Linked DNA regions of Mus musculus: region 1 is linked to region 2. The links are chromatin contacts, called in public Hi-C maps. All regions are on one chromosome and are shown on one strand. The core of a region is the stretch at or near the end of the contact, and the rest is flanking DNA. Distances in the headings are between cores, read along the strand shown.

Region 1 (4,904 bases), core at 1,677-4,176, 140 kb before region 2:
GTAGGGACATGCAGAGCCGATCCAACAGGGCTCTCGATGGCCCAGCCCAACAGGGCAGCAGTGGAAGTCAGGACAAACCACAGGTACTGGAAGTGTAGTGAGGTCAGCCCTCTAGAGATTTCTGACCAATCAGCGTGTAGACATATAGAACGGGGAGGAATGGTGCTGACTGCAAGGATCATAGCAAATGGAAAACTGGGATGGTCTTTGTGCTTGCGTGCTTGCTTCCAATGGCCCACCTCTCCTAGGACCTCTGCTTCTCAGATATCCTAATCAATGGCTTAAAGGCTAAGGAAATGCACTCTGCTCCTATTTATTTGCTTTGGACCTCTCCAGAGCTGCTCATGATAAAGATTATGTTTGCAAAATGTATTTTTTGATTATGTGCTTAAAAGAGAAAGGTACCAGAGGAGTTGAAATAATATTTGTCAAGTGGAAATGCTTTCTCCGTGGTGCATGAGTAAGCAAGATTTCAGCCAAGAAAATTGTTTTAGCTTTGTGCAGTGTTTATGAGATCAAATATTTTGAATCTGAAAACCTGTATCAGGTTCAACTCCTCTGGCTGCTACAACAGTTCCCATTGCTTTAGAACTGCCTTTCTTATTAGAAGTACACTTGAGATGGCATTTCCCTGCTAAATTCATTACCACGTAGTTCAATAAGAAACCAACTAAGCTGTCTTGTTAACAAGCTACATAAATCAAGAACATTTAATTGACCTGAAAAGATGGTTGATAAAAATTTGAGAATGTCCCTTAGCCCCTCCGTGTTTCTATCCTGAGTGTAGAGCCTGGAAGTGTCTCACCAGCAACAGACAGAGACGCATCTAAATGTGATCTGTGAATAGTTCCTGTATGCTGGTCACCAATAACCAGTATTGATTGGCACAGATTAGCACAGAATTTAAATGGCTGCTTCCAAAAGTCCTAAGATAGTTTTCATGGATTTAAATGTTATGAGAGATGGTTACTGTATGCCTGTTGTTTGTACCCCAGGCTGACCTTGAACTTGTTCTGCATCTGGTGATGACCTTGAACCTTGACCTTTCTAGCTCTATTTCCCAAGTGCTGGAATTACAGGCCTAGGTCATCATGATTTTAACCGATTCTTCGTGTATGTTAGGCAAGTCCTCTGCCAACCCAGCTCCAGTATCAGAGTCCAACGTTTTGTTGTTTGATTGGTTGGTTTTTAGTTTGTTTGTTTTACAAATGTCTCCCCGTGCAATTTCACATTTTGCTTTCCGTAAAGTCTACCATTCTACTATGAATGATGAACACTTGAGTTTGTTCTCTTTGAGACAGGAATCCTTATGGAGCTCTAGCTGACCTGGAAACCACTATGTAGCCCAGGCCTGCCCTTAATTTGCAGTGATCCTCTTGCCTTTGTCCCCTGAATTCTGAGATTACAAGTGTGACAGCTGAAAGAGTCAGATGCAGATATTTGTACCCAACCAATGGACAAAAGCAACTGGCCCCTGTTGTCAAATTAGAGAAAGACTGGAAGAAGCTGAGGAGAAGAGAGATTGCTCCTGTAGGAGGACCAGCAGTCTCAATTAATCTAGACCCCTGAGATCTCTCAAACACTGCACCACCAAACAGACAGCATACACTAGCTGATGTGAGGCCCCCAACACACATATAGTAGAGGACTGCCGGGTCTGTGTTCATTCAGAGATGATGCACCTAACCCTCAAGAGACTGGAGGCCACAGGGAGTTTAGAGGTCAGGTGGGGTGGAGGTGGGGACATCCACATGGAGACAGGATGGGGTGGGGAGGAGGTGTGGGATGTGGAGCAGTCGAAGGTAGATGGGGGGGGTGATAAAATATGGAGTATAAAAAAATTAATTAATTAAAACAAAAACCCCTCTGAGCCAGGCATAGCTCAGTGGCAGAACAGTTGCCTAGGATAAGCAAAGCCCTGAGTTCAATTCTTAGGACAGAGAGAAAGAAAAAGGACTGAAAAAGACCTCTGCTGTGAGACTCCCTGTGCTCAGCTCCTCACACTAACTGTCCTTAGCTTTTGACCTGAGGGGAGGCTACTTACCTTGTTCAAGTGCAAGAGGTACACAGATAGAAAACAGAGATGATGATAGTGTCCGGTTCATGGGTCTGTGTTGAGAATTGTATGAAGCTGTCCACAGAAGCAATGAACACGCACTGCCTGATACACAATGATAAACAATGTATTCATGTCATCTATAATTAAAGGCAAAAGTAGAAAAATATTATTTAGTATTCGCTCCTCTTGTGGGATATATTACCCCACCTGGCTCATGAGTTCAGTGAGCATCTTGTAGTCTTTACTGTATTAAAAATATTGAGCTATTTTAAGATTGGTACACATAAAAGGATTAGCGTGTACTCTTATGGGTTAAAGAACCAAATGCTCTAAATATAGGATTGACTGACCCATGTAAGTTATTGTCATATCTGCCAGATGACATGGACCCATGGGCAGAGTGACGGATAGTTTAACTTAGCCCCCGGGTTGGTTCTGGGTATGTGTGAGTACACACAGTTATGTGTGTGCATGCCCACATGTGTGTGTGCGTGTATTTCAAAATGTTTCTACATTAACCTTACTTGACAAACTGAAAGAAGAACATAGAAAATGGAAGTCAGGGACAAGATGGTGAAAGTGATCAAATGCGTATTGAGGGGCAGAAGTTAGAACCTAAAGTCTGTAAAGAAGTAGACGCCAGCTGTCTGTGCTAAGTCATGTCTGTAAGCCCAGCACTCAAGGGACTAAAATAGAAGGGCCACTCAGAGGGCCAACCTCAGCTACAGAGTGAGACCCTGCTTTGAGCCAACCAACCAACCACTGGGGAGAAGGAGAAAGAAGAGAAAAAGAGTGTTGAGAGATTGTGTTTCTGAGGCACCAGGATCAACAACCAGGTAAAGCCAGGAACGGAGGTGTGGTTCAGTATAAGGAGGAAGTCCCCAGGCCAAGGATGCATGATGCCCTGGAAGGAAATTAGTCCTTTTCTGCAAGGCAGGGCCTGCGCAAGTTGTAAAGTCTCTCCTCTTAAGACCATTGAAAGTTTCTAGACGTTTTCCTTGAAAATAATTTGTAGACTAAAATTCTATTCCATGTTTAGCCCATATTTTAACACAGAAAACTATGATAAAGGGCTTTGTACTTAGCTGGCTGGAAATGGCGTGTGCATGCATGCAGAACGATAGTGAAGCTGGCGTCTTAGCCAAGAAACCCCAGAGAGGAGCGGCTGCGCACTAACCCGAGTTCAGAACAGAGCAGTAGGCTTTACAAAGATAACAATGGCGCGCTACTTCTGCAGGGCTCGCATCCTCAGCCAGGTCCCTGTGACTGTACGTACCAGAACGTGGATACAGACAGTGGAGGGCAGGGGCTCAGAAACCCTGGCCTTCACTTCAGACCATGTAGGAGAAGAATTTTTGAGTGGAGTCTGAGATGAGCTGACCTGAAAGGCGGTGTGAGGACAGCTAATGGGTCAGAGAGGGCTGTGACCTGACACGCTCAGGAAATCTGGAAAGGGAGAACACAGGTTGGCAAGCAGTTTTGGCAAAGAACCAGGAAGTTTGCTGCCTCGTGCCCACAAATGGTATGTGTTTCCCCATGGACCAGGAGAGGTCAGGAGCAAATGAGAGGTGACTGGAAGTCTCTAGGCTCCGGAGGGGGCAGATGGGTCCGAGCAGCTAGCTACAAGCTAAAGTAGACAGCTTCCTAGCTGAATCCAGAAGAGTTTCAAATTACCTCCTAGAATGCACAGAAACGGCTCATGTATCAATTGTTGCTGAGATGAAGTATGAAGACCAAGAGCAACCCGGGAAAGAAGGTTCGTTTCATCTTAGCGCTCCCAGGTCATACTCTATCACTGAGCAGGTCAGGGCAAGCACCCGAGGCAGGAACCGAAACAAAGGCTATGGATGAAGGCTGCTTATGACTTGCTCCCTCTGGCTTAGCCTGCTTTCTTATACACCCCAGGACACCCTGTCCAAGACCGGCACCACCCACAATGGGATGGCTCCTCCCATATCACAGGTTCATCAAGAAAATGCCTTACAAAGTTGCCTTCAAGCAACCTGGTGATGGTATCTTCTCAACTGAGGCTCCTCTTTCTTTCTTTTTTTTTTTTATATACATTTTTTATTAGGTATTTTCCTCATTTACATTTCCAATGCTATCCCAAAAGTCCCCCACACCCTCCCACCCACCCACTCCCACTTTTTGGCCCTGGTGTTCCCCTGTACTGGGGCATATAAAGTTTGCAAGTCCAATGGGCCTCTCTTTCCAGTGATGGCCTACTAGGCCATCTTTTGATACATATGCAGCTAGAGTCAAGAGCTCTGGGGTACTGGTTAGTTCATAATGTTGTTCCACCTATAGGGTTGCAGATCCCTTTAGCTCCTTGGGTACTTTCTCTAGCTCCTCCATTGGGGGCCCTGTGATCCATCCAATAGCTGACTGTGAGCATCCACTTCTGTGTTTGCTAGGCCCTGGCATAGTCTCACAAGAGACAGCTATATCTGGGTCCTTTCAGCAAAATCTTGCTAGTGTATGCAATGGTGTCAGCGTTTGGAAGCTGATTATGGGATGGATCCCTGGATATGGCAGTCTCTAGATGGTGAGGCTCCTCTTTCAAAATAACTCTAGGTTTTTGTTTGTTTGTTTGTTTTTGGTTTTTTGTTTTTGTTTGTTTGTTTGTTTGTTTTGTTTTTTTTTGTTTTTTTTTTTTTTTTGAGACAGGGTTTCTCTGTGTAGCCCTGGCTGTCCTGGAACTCATTTTGTAGACCAGGCTGGCCTCAAACTCAGAAATCTGCCTGCCTGCCTCCCGAGTGCTGGGATTAAAGGTGTGCGCCACCACACACACACACACACACACACACACACACACACACACACACACACACATTCTCTCTCTCTC
Region 2 (4,908 bases), core at 2,089-4,588:
ATGGCCAAAATAATTATTTTGACTTGAGTCAGGTGATTTGTGCCTGAAATCCCAGCACTGAGGAATTTAAGTAAGACACAAGGATTGTATGTCAACGGCCATCCAATAGAGTAAGACAAAACAAATGGAGAAATGCAGATAACATTTTAAATAACTTTGTAATTCCAAATGCATTTTCTTTTGGTATGCATGTGTCATAATAACAGGATAAAGAAATCAAACTTTTATGCCTACTGTCTAGTCATGTGTGCTTTTCACATTTGTTTCACAATAGTGATTTTAGTTCATCACTCTGAGGAGCTGAATAGCCTGTTAAAATACACTCTAAAATTGACTTGGTGTGTATGTATGTGCACACAGAGAGTTCATAATGGCAGCAGCTGTATCATATTCAAAAGATGTCTAAAGGTATATAGTTAGGTTGTTTATTTGAGATATTTCTGATTTTTTTACTATCAGTACTTAGAGCTATAAACTTTAGGACTATCATGTATCCCATGGGTTTTAGTATATTGTGTCTTCATTTTTCATTCAATTCTAGGAATTTTTCAGTTTCCTTCTTGATTTCTTTTATGTTCCATTCATTCAATATTGTGCTGTTTATTTTACATGAATTTGTGTATTTTCTATAATTTCTCTTGCTATCGATTTGTAGTCTTACTACCTTGTGATCTCAGATAAAATATAAAAGAGATTGCTTTACTTTCTCTGTATTAAGGCTTGCTTTGTATCCTAGTTTGTAATTCCATTTTGGAGAAGGTATCATGGATGTCTAAGAAGAGTTTGTGTTCTGTAGAATTTTGGTGGGATGTTCTGAAGTGTCTCTTTGTTCCATTTGATATGTGGTGTGGCTTTATTATCTGATGACTGTAATGGTGAAAGTCTGAGATAGTGAAGTCACCAACTATTACTGCAGTATGATAAATTTGTGTTTTTATTAAAGAAGCATATGTTTAATGAAATTTGGTGAGCCTGTATTTGGTGCATTTAGAATTGTAATATCCTAGTTGGGCTGTTTCTTTACAGATTTTGAACTGTCTTTATATCTTCTGGTTAGATTTAACTCTGAAGTCTTTTTTTATAGGTATTTGAATAGGGATGTCTGCTTTTTCTCAGTCCTATTTGTTTCTAAAAACTCCCACCCTTTTACCTTAAGACAATGTATCTTTGATGGCAGAGTATATTTCTTAGAAGCAACAAAAGGAAGGGTTCTGTTTTCTAATCCTATCTGCTAGATTCTCTCTGTGCCTAGGACATAAAAGTGTATGTTGATTCTTTTCTTTCTGTTGATTTTGTAGGGTTTTTTTTTTTTGTTTGTTTGTTTGTTGGGTTGGTTGCTTGGTTTTTTTGTTTTGGTTTGGCTTTGGTTTTGGTCCTCTTGTATAACTTGTCTTTCTTTGACTATGTTTCTTTCCTTTTAATCTTTCCTTTCTGTCTGAAAAATTCCTCACAGTAGCCTCTATTAGGCTAGTTATTTGGTCATAAGTTACATTTAGCTTGCCTTTGTAATGCTAAATTTTCCTTTCTCCTTCATTTAGGATAGATAGTTTTGTTGGGTATATTGACAGTTGTGGTTTTTAAGAATTTGAGTTGCGTATTTTTCCAAGTCTTCAAGCTTTTAAGGTTTCCTCTGAGAAGTTAGCAATTATTTTGATGGGCTTGTCTTAGTATGTCACTTGATCCTTTTTGCATATAGCTTATAATGTGCTAACTTTGTTTTGTATATTTAGTGTTTTAACTCTGTGACATGGCTGTTTCTTTTCTAGTCCAACTTGGTCCTTATTGCTTGCAGCTTTTAATGTACTTTCTTTGTTCTATAAATTTAGTGTTTTAACTCTGTAGCATGGGTGTTTCTTTTATTATCCTGTCTGTATGATGTTTTTGTATCTGGATAGGCATTTCTCTTCCAAGATTTGGGAAATGATCTTCTGTGATTTTTACTGAAAACATTTCCTATTCTTCTCCTTCCATGCCCATAATTCATTAATTTGCCTTTCATAGTGTCCTAAAGATTTTCCCTAAGTATATATCTGTGTGATCCTATTCCTCTCCTTTGCCTTCATGTCCTGAAGTTCTGTCCCCCATGTGATCCCTTCTATTGGCAGGGCTTTTCACTGCACTTTGACTTGACCTATTGTGTTTTTCATTTCTATCAGTTTGTTTTTTCTTCAATATTTCTATTTCCTTTTGACTTCTATTTTCATAATCTAAACTGACTTCCTTCTTTTATCCAGTTTGTGTTCTTGAATATATGCATGTTCTCTTTAGCTTGTTATGAACTTATTTTGAATTGTGTGTCAGGAACTTTATCTAGATCATGGGTACTATACTGTGGGAGTTGTGACAGTTTGGATACGATATGGAGGAAAGAAAGGAGGACATGAGCACCAGGAAACAGAGTGGCCTGCCACAGTTACTATTTCTCTATAAATAAGGAAGAGCTGTAGAGAATACATGCTGGATTTTCTGCTGATTCCCTGACCTTGTGGGATGACCTAGGGTGGAGACTGAAGTCTCTGCACTCCCTAACCTCAGATGGCAAACCATAACTGAGGCCAGAGTATAGAGAGGCTCCCTACTTTAAATTGTGAACCAAAAGTGAGACCAAAGTGCCAGAGCATCCCCTTATCCCAAATGGAAAACCCGAGCTGGCTCCTTTCCATAGGGGAAGACCATGCCTGAGACTTTTAAAGGAGTGAGAAAAGGAAACATCATCAGCCGGGATATACAGGTTCTAGGTTACAGTATTAGTTAGGTTTAGTGTTGCTGTGATATACCTGATAAGGCAGCTTGAGTTACCTGGGCTTATAGCTTGAGAGTATTAAATACCTGTTACACTGTGACCATTGTGCACCTTGAGGATGGAGAGGGGATATACCATGAAACAGCAAAATCCTTTATTATTCTCACCAGGTAAGTGGTTGCTGATTAATCAGGACACCAGACAGGGATTCCAAAAGCTTGTTTCTTCTGACAGCCCTCGACTAGGGGCTGAAGCAGGGTTTATACACATAAAACCCATGAGCATCTGGGCCAAGTTACAGTTGTAATTTTCACCAGTCAGCACTTCGGGATTAGGGACTTTCCCAAGTGTTCCATCATTGTCAAGTGACTGAATATAAGTGGTTGTGCCCAACCAATCAAATCTATTGGTTCTTTCTGTTGTTAGGAATAGGCATTATGTTTTGAGGAACCATTGTTGCTTAGAGAGGGAGTTGGTCAGCTTAGGTAAAACGGAGTCTGAAGTAAAATGTCAGTACTTAGTCACATTCCTTTGCTTATTCCCAACAAGCTCCGCGTGGCCAGAATAGCATGACCGTGAGAACTGGAGGTAGCTGAGTCACACTGCATCTGCAGTTAGGAAGCAGGGAAAGATGAATGCTCATACTGAGACCAGGGCTGCAGTCTGTGGACTGTGCTGCCACAGTTAGCACGTGTCTTCCCACCTCAGTTCAGCAACCTTCATGTTCATGTCTAGAGATGAATTTCCTAAGTGACTCTTAACATATTAACTGTCATACTTACAAGTGGTAATATCTTCAAGATTTCAGTGTCTTGTCACAGTCTATACCTTATTCATACATGTGTACTGAGGGTCAGCACAGGGTATCTTCCTAGGTGCCAGTGTCTCACAGAAGCAGTGTAGTTGTAGGAATGAAAAGACCATACAACACAGAATCATCTCTGGGCTCTTCAAACATTACACTAGAAGTGGCACTTCTAGTGCCACTAGAAGTTGGACTTATACCCACCGTCCATGGCAATGCTTCAAGCAATCCTAGTTTTAAGGATGGCAACATGAGTTTTCTAAGTGCTGGAACTGAACTAAGTATGTATAATAACTGCAACAATGCCAGGGACAGTGGGAGAGTGTGGGTTTACGGATGCCTGTGTAATAGCTACAATGATACCATAGGTGTTAAGAAAGATTAACAAGTGATCATTAGAAAAGCTTTAGTTTGGAAATTATGCAGTGATATGGCATTGTTACAGGTGATATGCTAAAAATATATAGTAGCTTGTAAGCCAAACAAACATGAGCGCTTGTGGTGGGAGAAGAGGGGCTGTGCTGTTAAAATAAAGGAAACTGTTCTGAAGTTTTAGAACTCAAAGAAAGGAGGTGTAAATTTTCACAGTGAGCAGCCACAAACCAATTATAAAACATTTTAGTCCTTGTTTGTGTTTGTGGAGATTATTTTTCAGGTTACAAGCCTTGAAAATGATTATTTGCTAATTTATTTTGTTTTCATCAAATGTATGCTATCAGGAGGAAACACTATATTAAGGAAATAACTTTCCTTTCCCATATCAAAATGCCTGGCTTGTTTTAAAAGTCTGATAAAAGTCTAAGTAACCAAGTATTACAGGAAACAGTAAAAGGCTGGCCAGAAATCACAGCAGGACTCAGTGAAAGGAACAATTCCTGCAAGTTCAGTAAATGCTCCTTGCTTCCTGATGGCTACAAAACACAGGCCATAGAGAGTTTGATGATGAAAACTCCATTGTTTTGCAGTGAGTTTACACATTTCATATGTGTGAGTGTGTGTTGTTGCACTACACACTCACTTTTATTTCAGTAAAGAACTCTTTAAAAAGCTCAACATTGTAATTGTTTTTATGTCATTAAGTACTTTTACACTGTACAATTGTCACCACCATCCATCTCCCAAATGACCTTATCAAGACCCCAACTCTACAGGCTCCCCTCCACCCCCAAGAAACTGGCAGCTATCATTTTGGTTTGGTTGGTTTGTTTTGTCATCAGTTTGGCTGTTCATGGTGCCTCGTTTAAGTAGGCTTGTGTTTATCCTTTCATAATGACCACAAGGGTTAACCATGTTGTAACACATAAATATGTCTGTCATTTTTTCTTTTATTTTTGAGATAATAATATAATTACATCATTTT

The links. Hi-C and Micro-C count contacts between places; a contact is called where the count stands out from the background.
Region 1: a contact with region 2 is called in a Hi-C map of uterus, with 4 times the contacts expected there. The contact joins two enhancer-like sites. A contact is called at or near these places in 1 of 15 datasets of contacts at CTCF or cohesin (the NIH/3T3 cell line), 25 of 484 Hi-C or Micro-C datasets (B cells, CD4 T cells, DN2 thymocytes and 18 more), 5 of 115 datasets of contacts at active chromatin or transcription factors (the 230-238 cell line, embryonic stem cells and heart atrium) and 3 of 9 other capture datasets (adipose tissue, liver and pancreatic islet).

The regions. Positions count from the first base shown.
Region 1 is chr3:123,084,698-123,089,601 of GRCm38.p6, reverse strand. All of the region lies in intron 4 of Synpo2 (synaptopodin 2), which reads left to right. Among named protein-coding and RNA genes, the nearest start is that of Myoz2, 52 kb to the right of the region's middle. Within about 2 kb of position 2,926, at least 14 of the 459 cell types and tissues checked have an H3K27ac peak or open chromatin away from gene starts, as enhancers often do. A contact at or near this core is called in uterus, where this site is marked.
Region 2 is chr3:122,942,006-122,946,913 of GRCm38.p6, reverse strand. All of the region lies in intron 14 of Usp53 (ubiquitin specific peptidase 53), which reads left to right. Among named protein-coding and RNA genes, the nearest start is that of 1810037I17Rik, 20 kb to the right of the region's middle. Within about 2 kb of position 3,338, at least 35 of the 459 cell types and tissues checked have an H3K27ac peak or open chromatin away from gene starts, as enhancers often do. A contact at or near this core is called in uterus, where this site is marked.